Linked DNA regions of Macaca mulatta: region 2 is linked to region 1. Evidence: chromatin contacts called from public Hi-C data. All regions are on one chromosome and are shown on one strand. The core of a region is the stretch at or near the end of the contact, and the rest is flanking DNA. Distances in the headings are between cores, read along the strand shown. Region 1 has its middle 76 kb from the start of TOB1. Region 2 holds the start of TOB1 (transducer of ERBB2, 1).

The links. Hi-C and Micro-C count contacts between places; a contact is called where the count stands out from the background.
Region 2: a contact with region 1 is called in a Hi-C map of CD4 T cells, with 4 times the contacts expected there. The contact joins the promoter of TOB1 here to the enhancer-like site in region 1. A contact is called at or near these places in 7 of 14 Hi-C or Micro-C datasets (CD4 T cells, blood, cortical neurons and 4 more).

Annotation. Positions count from the first base shown.
Region 1 is chr16:59,068,002-59,071,466 of T2T-MMU8v2.0, forward strand. No RefSeq gene overlaps it. Among named protein-coding and RNA genes, the nearest start is that of TOB1, 76 kb to the right of the region's middle. Within about 2 kb of position 1,795, at least 12 of the 40 cell types and tissues checked have an H3K27ac peak or open chromatin away from gene starts, as enhancers often do. A contact at or near this core is called in CD4 T cells, where this site is marked.
Region 2 is chr16:59,144,211-59,147,675 of T2T-MMU8v2.0, forward strand. TOB1 (transducer of ERBB2, 1) reads left to right here and starts at 1,733. Exons shown (of 2, transcript XM_077971138.1): 1 at 1,733-2,029. It overlaps LOC106993998 (a long non-coding RNA gene), which reads right to left and starts at 385. Exons shown (of 2, transcript XR_013406503.1): 1 at 250-385.

The DNA.
Region 1 (3,465 bases), core at 545-3,044:
CTCTGGCCTAGCGGATGTCCCTAGACCAGAAGCGCAGGCGACCAGAGTTGAAATGCCTCATCTCAGCTGACCCCTTCACTGCTCATTTGTGGAAACTGAGGCCCAGAGAGGGCAAGGAGTGGTCAAGGGCTGGTCACGTCACACAGGCAAACTCCTCCCAAGTGCCCCCAAGTGCCTGAGAGCATGGCAGAAAGGCGGGCAGCCCAGGCTCCCTCTGCCCTCAATGTGCTCCTCAAATGTCCTGACTCAGTGGGTCCTCTTCCATGAGTTCTTCCAGGATGACTCCCAAGACTGGGTGAGATTTTCACCCTCTGCCCTGGGTGCAAGGTCATTTAAGCTAGGCAGGGGGTACACACGCTGTTGGGCCTACGCCTTCACAGGCCCAGGATGTTAGTGTCTCACATAGCCTTGGCCTTGCTCAGCAAATACCCAGCGCAGGCTGCAGTTCTACAATGCATCATCAGCCCAGCCCTCCCACTCCCTGCCTCAGTCTCCCTCCCCAGGACTCACACATCAAGGCCCTCAGCAACTGCCTCCATCACAGAGCCCCAGGCTCCAGGGAAGGACTTTTTCTCTTGGACTGTCAACTCCACAGGATAAGGATTTTTGCCTGGCAAGGTGCCTGGCACCTAGCAGGTACCTTTAAAAAGAGGTGTTGAGGCTGGGCACAGTGGCTCACGCCTGTAATCCCAGCACTTTGGGAGGCCAAGGCGGGCGGATCACAAGGTCAGGAGTTCGAGACCAGCCTGGCCAATATGGTGAAACCCCATCTCTACTAAAAATACAAAAATTAGCCAGGCGTGGTGGCAGGCACCTGTAGTCCCAGCTACTCAGGAGACTGAGGCAGGGGAATTGCTTGAACTCAGGAGGTAGAGGTTGCTGTGAGCTGAGATCATACGACTGCACTCCAGCCTGGGCGACGGAGTGAGACTCCGACTCAAAAAAAAAAAAAAGTTTTGAATGGTCCAGGCGCTCAGTGGCTCATGCCTGTAATCCCAACATTTTGGGAGGCCAAAGCAGGAGGATCACTTGAGGCCAGAAGTTCGAGACCAGCTTGGGGAACATAGCAAAACCTTCTCTACAAAAAATTTTACAATTAGCTGGGCATGGTGGCGCATACCTGTAGTCAGCTACTCAGAGACTGAGGCAAGAGGCTCACTTGAGCCTGGGAGTTTGAGGCTGCAGTGAGCTTTGATCCCACCACTGCACTCCAGCCTGGGTTGACAGAGCAAGACCCTGTCTCAAAAATAAATACATATCATAAAAATGTGTTGAATGAATGGGCCAATCTTCCAACCCCAGCCTCCTTTCACGAGGCTTCTCCAGACCAGAATCAGGAGTTCTGGGAGCCAACGGGGAAAACCAGGCAGGAGTCGGGGTCCGCCGTGGATGGCTGTGGGACCCCGATGCAGCCACCTTTCCCGCTGGCCTTTAGCTACCATCGAGCAACGACGGCCTGGCTGATGGAGGATGCCGTCTGCAGCCTGTGATTCTGGGACCACCTGTGCAGGTGCTGCCGCAACCAGGGTTGGCTGGTCCCCACTGGCTTAGGAGACGGCACCCCTTTGGGCAGACCCGGGCTGGGGAGCCCTATATTGTAAATAAGGGAGTCACTCAGAATAGACCAGGACATTGGTCACTCGGGAAGCTCCTGCTCCCCCTCTCCCCACCACCCGCACTCCACCGCCCGCCACTCACACGTGGCGGGGCCGCCGCAGGAGCGCAGGGAGGCTCCGGGTCAACATCCTGCTTCCTGCAGGGCCTCCCGCGGGGCGGGCCGGGGAGGGCGCACAGAGGGGTGTTTGTTCGCAGCGGGCGGCGGGGAGGAGATAGATGCTAATCGCTGCAGATCGCCGGCCCCAGCTTAAGGTCAGGAGGTAACGCGACCCGCGGTTATAAATAACCGCTCCGGGCGGCGGCGGAGGGCAGCGCGCTGGACCCGCGCCCCTCGCCGGCCGCCGGGCCGGCTTAATTACCGCCCTCCCCTGCCCGACCGCGGGCACCTGAACCCCGACAGCAGAGCGCGGCGACCTCTGGGGCTGGCGCGCAAGGTCAGACTAGGTCCAGGGCTTCCCTGCCCTCTGCGGAGGGTGGGGAGAGGCTGGGGACCCTGGAGCACCGGCAGCCCCACTGCCACCCCCGACCAGGGGCAAGAAGGTGGAGGGAGGCCAACGGTCACAACCCGGGGACCCAGGCGGCTTGCGCCCCTGCACTCTCGCCTCCGCACCAAGCCTGTGGTGGCCAATGGCAAGGGAGGCCCGGAGTAACTCAGCCAGTGAGGGCCAGGCTGCAGCTAACACTGGTCCTGCTTCTGGGGCCCACACAGGCCTGGTCTGTGATGGTGGGACTTACCAGAGCTCAGTGAAAAGAAAATCCCTGAGTCTGGGGCTTCAGGAGTCTCAAGCTGGGGAGGGACTCTGGTAGCACCCACGAGGGGACACGTGGTTGTGCCCCAGGGAGGCCAGCCACCTGCTCTCCACCTGCCCTTGGACAGAAAAGGGAGGTGGATTTAACCTGCTCCAAGAGACATGACTTTTATTTTAAACACTTTTTAAAATGGAAGTTAAGCACACACACAGAACATTGCACAAATCAAAGTGTACCACTGAAAGAATTTGCACATGCTTTGCATACCCATACAACCAGCACCCAAATTGAAAAACAGCACCTCACCGGCACCCAAGACCCCTTCCGCCTACTATCCCCGAGTCCAGCCTCTCTCCTTACTCAGCCCACAGGCACTCTGGCCTGCTTCTGAACTGTGTGTAGATGGAGCACAGTAGTGCTCTGTGAACTGTATGAGGATACAGTGGGTGCCGTTTTGTGTCTGGTTTCTTTTGTTCAGTATTATGTTTGTGAGGTTTGTCCGTACTCTCACAGGCAGTCAAGGGCTGTTCGTCCCCATTGCTGGTAGCTTGCCATTGTGTGACTCTGTTAAAATGTATTCACCCATGTTACTGCTGATGGACATTTGGGGAGGTTCCAGTTCCTGGCTATGGTGAATAGTGCCACTATGAACATTCTAGTTCCTGTGTTTTGTGAACATATGAATGCGTTTCTGTTGGGTGAATACCTAGGGCAGGGATGGCAGGGCCCGGGTGTGTGTCTGGTCAGCTTTGGAAGATACAGGAAGTGTTACTTTTTAATCAACATTTCAGTAAAAATGATTTTCCAAGGTAAGTTTTTGTTTCCCATTCTATTAAAAAAAAAAAAAAAAGATAGGCAGTGGCTCATGCCTATAATCCCAGCACTTTGGGAGGCCGAAGTGGGTGGATCACTTGAAGCCAGAAGTTCGAGACCAGCCTGGCCAACATGGTGAAACCCTGTCTCTACAAAAATACAAAAATTGGCCGGATGTGGTGGGCACCTGTAATCCCAGCTACTTGGGAGGCTGAGGCATGAGAATCACTTGAACCCAGGAGGTAGAGGTTGCAGTAAGCCAAGATCATACCATTGCACTCCAGC
Region 2 (3,465 bases), core at 483-2,982, 76 kb after region 1:
AAGTCACCTGATCACTCCCCACCCTCAGCCCATTCCACAAACCCATCTTCCCTCCCCTTCTCCTACGCATTGAGCCTTCAGAAATACCCTTTCTCAATGCGGTTCCTTCTAAAAGGGAGAGGCGCGAGAGTCAGGGTGGAGAAGGCGGCTCCAACCAGATTTTGCGTCCATAAAGCCGAAAGCTTCTAGGCCTGACATGTACAGCGGGTTTGTGCCCGAGGAGCACAGCTGGTCTACACGGGCCCGCACCGTAGACACTCTACTCCTCGGTGAGCTGCGGTTTAACTTCCTTATAGCAGGTTGAGAGTGCAGGCCCCGTTTGGAGGGGAAGGCGGCGCCCCAACGGGTGTTTTCCCAGGAAGTGCTCCAAGAATGGAGAGGAAAGGGGAAAGGGGAAAGGGGAAGGCCAGGCGATGGGCGTTTCATTCATTGCTTCTTTCTCCCCATCCCCTCCTTCGTTCCCCGCCAACTTTCCCCTTTTCCCAGTCGGAGTTTGACGTCGGTCTCCTGGATACCAGGCAGCCAATCGCTTGGTTGCGAAGGGACCAGCGCGGCCAATCAGGCGTCGTTGCTACCTGTGAGTAGTATTTTTAGCTGAGAGGGACGCTCGATTCCACTCTCGATGTAATTTCGTGTATTTCTCTGGGGCAGGTTGTGAAAAAGGCACTTACCCGCCCCCCGCCACGAGTCCCTCTCTTACCCCACTCCCTAGGTACCCGCACATATTTCAGCAGAGAATGATTTTAAACGCACTCTACAGGCAGGCACCGCGTTTATTCTGTGCACCTGCGTTCCAGCAAGCCCTAGAAATGCACACATGCGTGTGTGTGTAGACATGGACACAGATACATACGCAATTTGGCCTCGTGTCGCCACACCCTGGGCACGGCGTGGGCTGGGACATTTGGAATAAACGGATCCGAGTCGCAGCCAGGGTCTCACCGGGAGGCCTGAGGCTGCGGAAGCAGTTAAACTGCCGGCGGGGCGGGAGCTGTGGCGGCCTCCCTTCCCCACCCCCAGCCCGGCTCCACGGCTTTGGGTTCTGCAGCTGCCACTGTCTGGGTGGCGGTTGGCCTAGGCCTTAGGGTGATTAATATTCAATTAATCGGGTGCACGAATCCCGGTCACAGTTTGCCCTTTCTCTACCCCGCCCTGGGGTGGGCTGGAGGCTGATTTAGTAGCTATTCCACGAGCGGGATCCTCCTTGGCTGCAGCCCCACGCGGAAAGGGCATTTTCTGGGTACCCTTGCCGCCCTCCCGGAGTCCTGGGCTCCTCCAGCCCCGGTTCTCCTTGGCCGCTTCGCCACCGGCTTCGCCCTCCTCCCCCTCTGCCCGGCGCTCTCCGCCTAAACCGGGCGTCAGCCGCCCTACCCCACCCCTTTCTCTCTTTGGCACGTCTCCCCCCACAGTCCCTTTCCAAACGTTCTCTTCATTCCGTCCCCAGTGCTCCGATTGTCGGTTCATTGGCCCTCCTGGAGCCCGGAGGGTGCGGCTTCCCCACCCCTGCGTCCACCGCGCGTCCGGACAGGGGCAGGCGGGACTTGGCCAATGGCGTCGGGGGGCAGGGCAGGGGCGGAGCCGGCCGGCGGGGGACCGGGGTGCGGGGCGGGGAGCGCGGGGAATGGCTGCGCCGCGGGAGCTGTGTGACGCTTGGCGGGCGCGCGCACCTCGACGGAGGGGGATGGGGGCGGGGAGGAGGCCATAAAACGAGAGGCGGGGCGCGCGCCGCGGCAGAAGGAGCGAAGCTCTGGCCCGGCGTGGAGCGGGCGCACTACGGGGACGCTGGGCCGGGCACCGGGCTGTGTGGAGAAGTGAGCGCGCTCGTCTGACCCCCGTGCCCGCCACCCCGAGCCACCATCGGCGAGTTCCCAAGGCCCGCCCGAGGCCTCCGTCCTCTGCCCTCAGCCCCGCAGCGGCGACGTCTTGCACTCGGCGAGCTCGCCGCTCCCGACCCTCCCGCGCCCCCGCCCTGTCGCGCTGCTCCCCGCCCAGCCGCGGGTCTGTGGTCCAAGCCGCCCCGAAGCAGCCCGTAAGTATCTCGGGGCGCCGGGCGGGGTTGGCAAGGAGACAGGAGCCCCGGGCCCAGGCGGCGGAGGAGGGGCTGCAGCGGCGTCGAGCTCCGGGCCCTCGGGAGCTCGGGGACGGCGGGGTCGCGGCCCTGGGCGCCGAGGGGGCAGCGCCGGGACCCGAGGGGAGCGGCTCCGAGGGGCCACCGACGCGTCGGACTCGGCTCGGGCAGTTGACCGGGGACGGGCGGCCCGGGGCGTGCTGACGGGAATCGGGGGGTTGGGGCGCCCAGGGGAGCGACGAGCTCGCGGTGGAACGCTGGGGTTCGAGGGGCCGGTGGCCGCGAGGCTGAAAATGGTGCCGGGGAACCGGTGCTCCCCCAGGCTCTGACCGGGTCCCAGGAGCCCGGGGCGGGTGCCGGGGGGCGGGGAGCGGCGGGTCGGGTTACGGCGGGGGAGGGGAGCGGCTGACCCGGCGCCCCGACCTGCTCGGTGCTGGGTGCCCAGCCGGGAGAGGTTGCTCTTCCATTTCCCGGGCCTTCCTCCTCCTCCTCCTCCTCCTCCTAGGAGGCTCGTACTCTCTTCCTCCTCCACCTCCACCTCCTCTTGCTGTTGCTGCTGCTGTAGCGCTTGGGCTCCGAGGGCTGTGAGCAGAAATCTAATGAGATCTAACTGGCTGTTTATGTAATTCTTCACACTCCTGCCTGTCTTAAGGCGTTGCTTTGTAACTACCTTCCACCGAGCCTGAATTTTGCTTGGCTGCACCTTCAAGCAATTGGGCTTAATCAGCTGCCTCTGCCGGCACTCAGGCTTTTGACTTGGAAAGTGTTTTTAGTTTGGGGGCAGCCAGGGATTCTTTTTCCCTTTGTTACCACGAATATGGAAAATAGAACAGACGAATTAAAACCAACTTGATTTTTAAACGTCCTTTTAAATCAACTTCAGTGTGCAAATAGATCCCTTTCGCAAATATCTTCTGTTTGCCCTTGATCTTTTCTTATCCCCACCCAGTGCTGATCCAGCAAACGTTTAAAGGTCGACCTTACCATACTTGCTTCTCCGGCTGTTACCGTGGGAGGGAGGGAGGGAGGGAGGACGGACGGAGGTTTTTAAAAATCAGACTAAAACTCAGAAACCCTGGCCTTTAAACAGAATAATCAATAGTTTTAATTTGTGTCGTTGCTTTTGTTATACTTGCTACCTAATAGGAATTTTCAGATTTAGAAAAATACACATTGAAAACAAAAGACCCAGAGAAGCTGGATTTTGTTATATTGTGCTCTTTATATACTTAAGGCCGAAACTATATAGAATAATTTGGTTCATAATTATTCACTAGGATGAAATTCATTTAGTACTCAGTGTCTTTAATTTTAGCATCATGTACTATGGAAATTAAAATGATTTTCCTAACTTACCAGATTTTTAAATGTCAATGACAGAGCAGATTTAAATAGTA